3 separate regions of the Mus musculus genome follow, and all the other regions are linked to region 1. Evidence: chromatin contacts called from public promoter capture Hi-C data. All regions are on one chromosome and are shown on one strand. Each heading gives the region's core, a stretch centred on a gene start, on an enhancer-like site or on the middle of the called end of the contact. The rest is flanking DNA. Distances are from core to core; before and after follow the strand shown.

Region 1 (2,700 bases), core at 77-2,576:
GGCAAACCTTATCTGGCAATAACTTATACTTTACATGGTTATTAGGTTAAGGAAGTAGGCACTTTTTTGCTGTTCTTCCATTTAAAAAAAGAAAATCTGCCCATAAACCTGGTCACAAAAATACTAAAGAAATGTACAGCTAGGTGTGGTGGTGCATGCCTGTAATCCCAGCACTTGTGAAGTCACACCAGTAGGATCTGAAGTTAAAGTTCAAGGTTTAGCCTCTGCTCCAAATCCACATGGGTGACAGCCTAGACTACAAGGCACTCTGTCTAAAAAAACTAATGTCGAGGAAATGTGATGTGTGACTGTATGACTCGATTTCAGAATTTTGAGACCGTATTCAATAAGCAGTTCAACACACTCAGACAGCTGTTTGCTCGGGCTCAGAGACAAGCTTCGCTCCCCATACCTTACTGTCCTTGAAAGTCAATTGCTTCAATTGCTCCAGTTCTTCCCTGTGTTTTTGCTCCATTTCTCTTTCCAATTTAGCAACATCTTCCGTGAGCTGCTTCCTCCTCTTTTTGTCGTTTTTGGGAACAGCGTTCTTCATTCCCTGAATTTTGGCTAAAAAAAGTCATCAAAACAGCCGTGTCAGAGCCCCCGGACCAAAAAGCGAAAAGCAGTTAAGAGGGTGGGAAGAGGTACAATTATAGAATGTAAAGTAATTATAGAAGCAATTAATCATGACACAACAATCAGCTACGGAGAAAGGTCCGGATGAGGCTTGCGACCCAACGTAAACACAATCTCGAATTTGTTTGGTTTGACAGGGCAAAACCAAGGTTAAAAAACTATACTAAGGTAAAACTTCTGCCTTTTAAATATCTTTCTCTGTGACCGACAAGCCAAGGAGAAGCAATTCAGACCACACCACTAAGGCCAGGCGTCGGGATCGGGGGCAGGAATGGGAAGGGAGGAAGAGGAGGTCCAAGACTTTGGTCTCCAGGCACATCACTCAGCAGCAGCACGTGCACCGGACCCGCTAGGGGTCCACGGCAGGTCGCACACGGGGACATCTCCGGGGACTGCAAATAAGGGGGTCGAGGGAATGGGGAAAGCTGGAGAAGACTGATCAAAAGTTATCTGAGGGAAAGCCTAGACGGATCCAGGACGTGTGCCCGTCCAGGTACCAGAGGACACACTCCACGCTCCCAGCCTTGGGTGTGGACGCCTCTTACATTCCCAGCCCCTTTCCCGTCACCTTGCAGCTCCTTCTTCTCCTTCCGATGCCTTCTCACCAGCTGCTCCTCATCATCGAGCTCTTCAGCCACGACCTCCTCCATGACGACCAGGCGGCCCGGCACCCGCGCTGAAGGAGATCCGCACCTCAGGAGGGCCAGCACCTCCCACTCCTCAACCCTCACCCGGGGCGCCATTGGCCGCCGGGAAGGCCCAGCCCCGCCTCAAGGCGGCTCCGGATCCAGGTCTAACCACTGAAACCGGGAGACGCCGACATGGGCTAGGGCGCCTGCGCGCTCGGACCGCTCTGGGCGGCGCGCCGGAAGCTGGGATTGTGCGATTAAGGACGCGCCCGGCGCTGGAGCAACCGCAGCACAAAGCTACGCGCCAGGCGATTGGCCCTGACGGGGCGCACGGAGATGACATCACGGACGTTCTTTCGCACAGCTTTCAATTTGTGCTTTAGAACGCTCCGTAGTTGTCCTCTTTGCCAAAACATGTTGAAAAGATTTTTTTTTTAATTTTAATAAAAGCGTGGTTTGTTTTCAATGAGGATCTTTACGTTATATTAGTCATACACTAGGGAATGGTTTGTTTTTTGTTTTTTTACAATGTGGTAAAAGGGGAAACGCTAAGTAAGGAATGCCTACTCTTGAAATAAGTGATGAAAGAGATAAAAAAGGACTAAGCTTAGTAAAGTCCATTTGCTAAATTCAGTTGTAAAACGATTAACAGTGATGTCAGGGTGTTTTGAAGATTTGAGGCAAGATTTAACAAATGTAACTCGTGTGCCACAAAAACAAATTAGCAAAGGCAAACAAGAATGCTCACGGAATGGTGGCAGGAGTGGAAGACTCAGAGTGTTGGTCCAGTAAAATTTAAAAAAAAAAAAAAATCTCTATTTAGGGCTGATTGTGGTTGTGTAGGCCTTTAATCCCAGCACTTAGGAGGCAGGCAGGCAGATCTCTGTGAGTTTGAGGCCAGCCTGTCTACATAGGGAGTTCCAGGATGTCCAGAGAGTTACATAGGTGAGACCCTGTCTCAAAAGTCGATAGACAGGGGCTGGCGAGATGGCTCAGTGGATAAGAGCGCCAACTGCTCTTCTGAAGGTCCCGAGTTCAAATCCTAGCAACCACATGGTGGCTCACAACCATCCATAGCGAAATATGATGCCCTCTTCTGGAGTGTCTGAAGACAGCTACAATGTACTTTCATATAATAAATAAATAGATCTTAAAAAAAATAGATAGACAAACATATTCTTTTTTATATATAAATGCCTGAGACAGAACAAAACAAATGAAGTTGAAATAATATTTCTGGAAATAATTGAAAACTTATTTCCAGAGATGAATAATGAACTGCACCTACAACTGTATAAACCTGTAAGGGGTTGTATTAGTCAGGGTTCTCTAGAGTCACAGAACCTATGGAAAGTCTCTATATAGCAAGGGAATTTATTGATGACTTGCGGTCTGTAGCCCAAACTCCCCAACAATGGTGAGCAGCAGCTGTGAA
Region 2 (2,762 bases), core at 55-2,554, 6.9 Mb after region 1:
GCTTGAGTCATGTTCTGCCCAGAAAGATGTTGATCTTGGAAGCAAGGAACATTGAAATGAATAGTTGGGAGATAGAAACCCTCTAGTTCTCTGAAGATCTAGAGGGCAGCCAGGAAGAACTAGCCAGCTTTAGGAAATACCATGAGAATGAGACGAATTTTCAAGCTAAGTTGGGGGTATAACAATGTTATAACAATGAAGCCTAGTCTAGCTCATCCAAATTCAAGAATAAATGTATTTCACAGGTTAATTGTGTACGTGCCTAAGTGGGTGGAATTTAAAAACATCTTTTCTATAGTTGGCATACTAGTTTCACTTATAGAAATTGTTTTCACTCCATTCCACATCTCAATTAGACTCCACTCACAAAGGAAAAACATTGGTGCTATCTTCCTCGGAATTCTTGACTAATTTTCAGGTGTGCCCAATCATTTAGAGACATTTTTTAATTTAAATTAAAACTTAAAAGATTTAGATAGATCCTCACCTGTCCTAGGCTGGCCCAAAACAACGTATCTGAGGGTATTGAATACCCTTAGCTTGCAGGTGTATATAGTGCTGAGTATCACCCAGAGCTTCTGGGGCACCAGCAAGCATTTTACATCCTTGATTATCTACATCCCTTTTCCTCTTTTCCCCTAGATGGCGTCTCAGCATGAAGCAAGGACTGGCCTGAAACTCCTCATGTTCTTGACTCTGCCGCCGAAGTACAGTACGAAACGCGAACGCAAAGTTGCAATGATAACAGCAACATTTAAATATTATTTAATTGCATTTCTGCGGCATACCCATTTGGAACGTAAGTGTTAGCTAGATGTACATTTATATGCTCATGTTTTTAGGTAAACAAGTAGCCGGCTCTGACATAAAAAGATTGCTACTCTAAGTTAAGTCTACACTTAACTCGTTAGGCTTAATACCGACAGGAACTTTACTAAGAGCACTTACATCTTAAGGCCAAAATTACTTTCATTTATTTCTCCTTTCAGCCCTAGGGAAAAAGCAGTCATATACTGCCATGCTTTCTTCAACGCCAGTGTGCTATTTCTGAAGGCCTACACCGTGGATTAACAAGATCCCTAAATGGACCCAAAAGAAAACCGCACTAGACCAGAAACCCAGTGTGTGGACGCTCTGGAGGAGAATTGGCAGGAAACCTCGGGGAGAGCCTCTCGCCACCGGGAGCCTCCGCCCGTGTTTCCTTAGCTCCCGCCTCAACAAGCCCATTGGCGGTCGGGCGGTTGCTAGCTTCCTCCGCAACTAGGGCGGGCCGGAACTTTTGTCTGCCGGAACCGGTGTACGCCGCTCAGTGTTGTCGACCGGCGTCAAGGCGACGAGGGTGCTGTTCTCTTCCTCCGGCTGCGGTGGCTGTGGAGTTCAGCCCAGCCAGTCTGGTAGGAGCACAGTCGTCCGGACTGTGTCTATGGTCGCTCCGCGGGCCGCTTTGCTGGCTGGTGCATTTGTATCAGGGCAAGCAGTATTATTCCATGGCAGGGAACTTCTGGCAGAGCTCCCACTAGTAAGTGAGCTTCCATTTTCTCGCCTGGGGCCGGGGCTGGGGCACAGGAGGGCTGGGCCTGCCCATCCCTCGGGGTTTCCATCCTGGCCGCTGCGGGTGAGCCCTCCCTGGGAAGCCGGGGGTCCGAAACGTGATGCTGTCGTTTGCGAGCCTCCCCTCTTCTCACAGAGAGATTTCGGGAGCAGAGGGGAGGTGAGCTCGAAGGATGGGTAAGAGGTAAGGGGTTTGATCTCCGGGAAGGGAGTCGGAGGCGGTTTCATTTCAAATTTGGGGTTTGATTGGTGGGATGATGTGGGCACCGGCAAGGGAAAGAGTGACCCATTGTAGCTCTGTGAGGTTCCCTGCTTTGGATGGACATGGTTGGCTATTGCTAGCTAGCTTGTTTGTTTGTTTGTTTTTTCATAGCAGTGATATTATAATCTCTTGTCATTCGCCTTACTGTAGATTTAATATTTACTCAGAGGAGAGGAGTGAGTCGTGCTTGTTTCTACCTGCTGCTTCCTGGCCCAGCCTTATGCCTAGATTGACACCACTACCCCCATCCCCGAAGCAGTGTTTCTCACGTTGAGGGATGGCTGCCCTAAAACTCACAGGCTGGCATCGAACTTAATGAAATCTGCCTGCCTCTGCTTCTGCTTCTAAGTGTTGGAATTAAAGGCATGAGCCACCAATTGCAGGCTCCTAAATTGACTTTAATGCTTCTAGAATTTGCGAGCACAGGGGCTCTCAAAATATATCCATTTTCATTCATTAGCCAGTGTCTTATATTTTGCCTTAAAGTCGTGTATTTCCCAGATTTTGTCCTCTTCCTTTAACCACTTAAATCACTAAATTTTAATGTCTTTCAGTGACCATGGAAGGGCTAAAGTAATCTTAAAGATATTTGTCTCTAAATACATTTGGTTAAACATGCAGGAAGTTGTATGCTTGGGCTAAGCGTTGAGCAGGCTTTCCACTAAATACATAAAAAATGAACAGGACTAGATAGAGACATTTAGTTTAATTAAATTTTAGTGGGAAGAGAATAACAAAATTTTAATTCTGTGAATTGGTTTGCTTGTTTCCCTCTTTGCCTGAGAATAAAGAAGAAGAAGGGGGAAAAAAAAAGAAAGAAAGAAAACTGAATTTGGAAACCTGTTTCTGAAAGCAGGTCCTCCCTTGCTACCAAGTGTTTCTGGGAAGATGAAAGGCCAATGAAGCATCACTGGGGGACATTATTTTACATTGTTCTCACTCACTGAGA
Region 3 (2,726 bases), core at 15-2,514, 6.9 Mb after region 1:
AATAACTTATTTATGGATAACCATAGAAAAGTTTAAGAGTCTTTACCATTAGTATCCGAGAAGAGTGGGGTGCGAGGTATTTAACAGATGTCTGGGGCTTTTTGTTGTTATTGGTTTGTTTGGTTAGCTGTTTTTTTCTTTATTTCAGTGAAAATATAACCATGCACTTATTACTTGTGTGATTTTAAAAATACACAAAGGCACCTTCCTCTGGCATTTTGATCAATTCAAGATCTGAGGGCTTTCTATTGCAGTCGTACTGGATATGGCTATGGACTTGTATCTGTCTCCTTCTCGCCCATCCAGGAGTATGGTTAACTCCTTAGCAGTGGGAGAGCTGTATACCCTGCAGAAGGCCTGGAAGGTTGGTTGTCTAATAAATAACTGCTACTGAAAGGTGAAAGAAAACAGTTTGCACAGAAAAAGCCCATCTTCAGTAACAAAAGGTGTTAAGAAAGAAGCAAGGGAGGCTAGCTTGCTGGGCCACCGCAGCTGCTGCTTCGGAAGAAAATAGACGCGAAAGGAGATCCAATATTTAAAAATAAAACACAGGGAAGGTACTGATGCCTTGAGTTGAGCTTTAGACCCAGCTAAGTCAATAACCATTTTCACTTCTCTGCTTTCTGCCCTGGAAATGCTTAGGAGGAGGAGTACTTTCCTAGTTCTAACGCGTTTTAATTCGGGTGGGGGTGGGGGTGGGGTGTGTGTTTCCTGAAGCGATGAGCTCCGTCCCTGGTGGGTAGTAAGTTTAAAAGGGCAGGTTTGTAGCTTAGCCTCTCTCGGGCCTTCGTGCTATAGAGCCTTTGAGGGATGAATTGACCTTCATCACTCAAACTTGCACAATTCATTCTCTTTATAAATAACCTTGGTGCCATATTTACTCTGTCACTGTGTTTGTTAGCAGCGGACCTCCAGTCTACGAGAGCATGGGAATCCGAAGGAGCAAAAAACTGCAGGTGGGCACTACATACCTACGTGCCAATCGCAGCAGGATTCACTTTTATTAATAACTACAAGTCTATAGAAGAGAGTATGGTCAATGTCATCCCCTCCCGGCACCCGAAATCAAGCGCTTTTCCTTTCCCGGGGATTGTCAAGCTCACCGCCAAGCGCAGGCTCCACTGATCCTAGGGCCGCCCTGCCTGAGGTCCCAAGCACCAGCCTGGCCAGCATCACAATGGGCTCTCTGGGACCCCGGGGCTGCTGACCACTTCCTTTCCTCGGCTCCTTCCTGCTCTTCTTCCTACAGGCGCTGTCCAGGCTCTTGAGCGCCCCGCAGCCAGCACCGGCAGAAAGAGGTACTGCCACACAGTTACTGTTTTACTTTATTAGGCAAGGTTTTTGGCAGGTTTAAATTCAAGTGTGTTAGCTTTCCATTGCTACATTAACAAGTCACCACATATTTACTGGATTAAAACAACAGAAATTATAGTTTTTTTTTAAAAACTCCTGATAATATTTTACTTTATTTTATTTTTAATTGCCTCATTTCTTGGCTCCTGGTCTTTACCTGTCTTCAAAGCTTCTTCTAAGCATCTTCAAATCTCTCAGGCTGACCCTTGCATCTACTGTAAGCCCTATCATTTGCCCTTCTCTCTTCTTCCTCTAAGGGCCTTTACATTCAGATCACTGGAATAATCCATGTCAGCCTCCCCAATTCTTGATATTTTTTTGTTTTTGTTTTTCGAGACAGGGTTTCTCTGTGTAGCCCTGGCTGTCCTGGAACTCACTCTGTAGACCAGGCTGGCCTCGAACTCAGAAATCCACCTGCCTCTGCCTCCTAAGTGCTGGGATTAAAGGCGTGGGCCACCATGCCAGGCCCCACTTCTTGATATTTTAACGTGCTAATATCTGCAAAGTCCCTTTAACCAGGTGTGGTGGTTAGAATGAGGGTGGCCTCCACACGCTCATATATTTGAATACTTAGGGAGAGGCAATAGGACGTGTGGCCTCGTTCAGAAAAGCAGGCTTTGATGTTTCAAATGCTTAAGCCAGGTCCAGAAAGTCTCTCTCTTCCTACTGCCTGCAGGATCCGATGTAGAACTCTCAGCTACCTCTCCAGCACCATGTCTGACTGCGCGTCACCGTGCTTTCTGTCATCACAATAATGAACTAAGCCTCAATTAAATGTTTTCCTTCATACGCGCTGTGGTGTTCATGGTGTCTCTTCACAGCAGTAGAACATTGACTACGACACCAGATACAATAACACATCACAGGTTTCAGGGATTACAGCATGTATGGGGCTTGGGAGTTGGGGCTTTCCCCTTCCCTACATAAAGTCTCTCCTTCCCTTAACTTTATCCTGAGTGTAGTTCTCCAAACATAATAAAAGTTGCATTGAACTAGAATTAAGTCAGTTAAAAATTAATATATTAAGTCAAACTGATATTAAAATGTGTGCCCAGGGGATAATTCCATTAAATATATACTTTGAAATCAGCTTACTTTAATAAATCAGTATTTCTTATTGTATGTTAGGTGTGTGTAGTATGTTGTCTGTATGTGTATGGAATATACGTACTTGTTGGAGAGGGTGCATATGTATGTATAGAAGTCAGAGGTTGATACTGGATATCTTTCCTCAATCATACCACCTTTATTTTTTGAGACAAGGTCTCTCACTGAACCTGAATATGATCAAATCAATAGAGAGATGGTTTCATGGTTAAGAGTATTTATTGCTCTTGCACGGTGACACAGGTTCAGCTTCCAATATTTATATA

What was found. Promoter capture Hi-C pulls out the DNA fragments that hold promoters and counts their contacts.
Region 2: a promoter capture Hi-C map of pre-B cells shows a contact between it and region 1. The contact joins the promoter of Ccnc here to the promoter of Otud6b in region 1. A contact is called at or near these places in 1 of 39 promoter capture datasets (pre-B cells) and 1 of 484 Hi-C or Micro-C datasets (CD8 T cells).
Region 3: a contact with region 1 is called in a promoter capture Hi-C map of pre-B cells. The contact joins the promoter of Tstd3 here to the promoter of Otud6b in region 1. A contact is called at or near these places in 1 of 39 promoter capture datasets (pre-B cells) and 1 of 484 Hi-C or Micro-C datasets (B cells).

Annotation. Positions count from the first base shown.
Region 1 is chr4:14,825,087-14,827,786 of GRCm38.p6, forward strand. It overlaps Otud6b (OTU domain containing 6B), which reads right to left and starts at 1,327. Exons shown (of 7, transcript NM_152812.4): 1 at 1,205-1,327; 2 at 413-567. The coding sequence starts at 1,286.
Region 2 is chr4:21,726,397-21,729,158 of GRCm38.p6, forward strand. Ccnc (cyclin C) reads left to right here and starts at 1,305. Exons shown (of 12, transcript NM_016746.4): 1 at 1,305-1,519. The coding sequence starts at 1,488.
Region 3 is chr4:21,765,947-21,768,672 of GRCm38.p6, forward strand. Tstd3 (thiosulfate sulfurtransferase (rhodanese)-like domain containing 3) reads right to left here and starts at 1,265. Exons shown (of 4, transcript NM_029840.1): 1 at 1,104-1,265. The coding sequence starts at 1,173. It also overlaps a transcript of Usp45 not described here.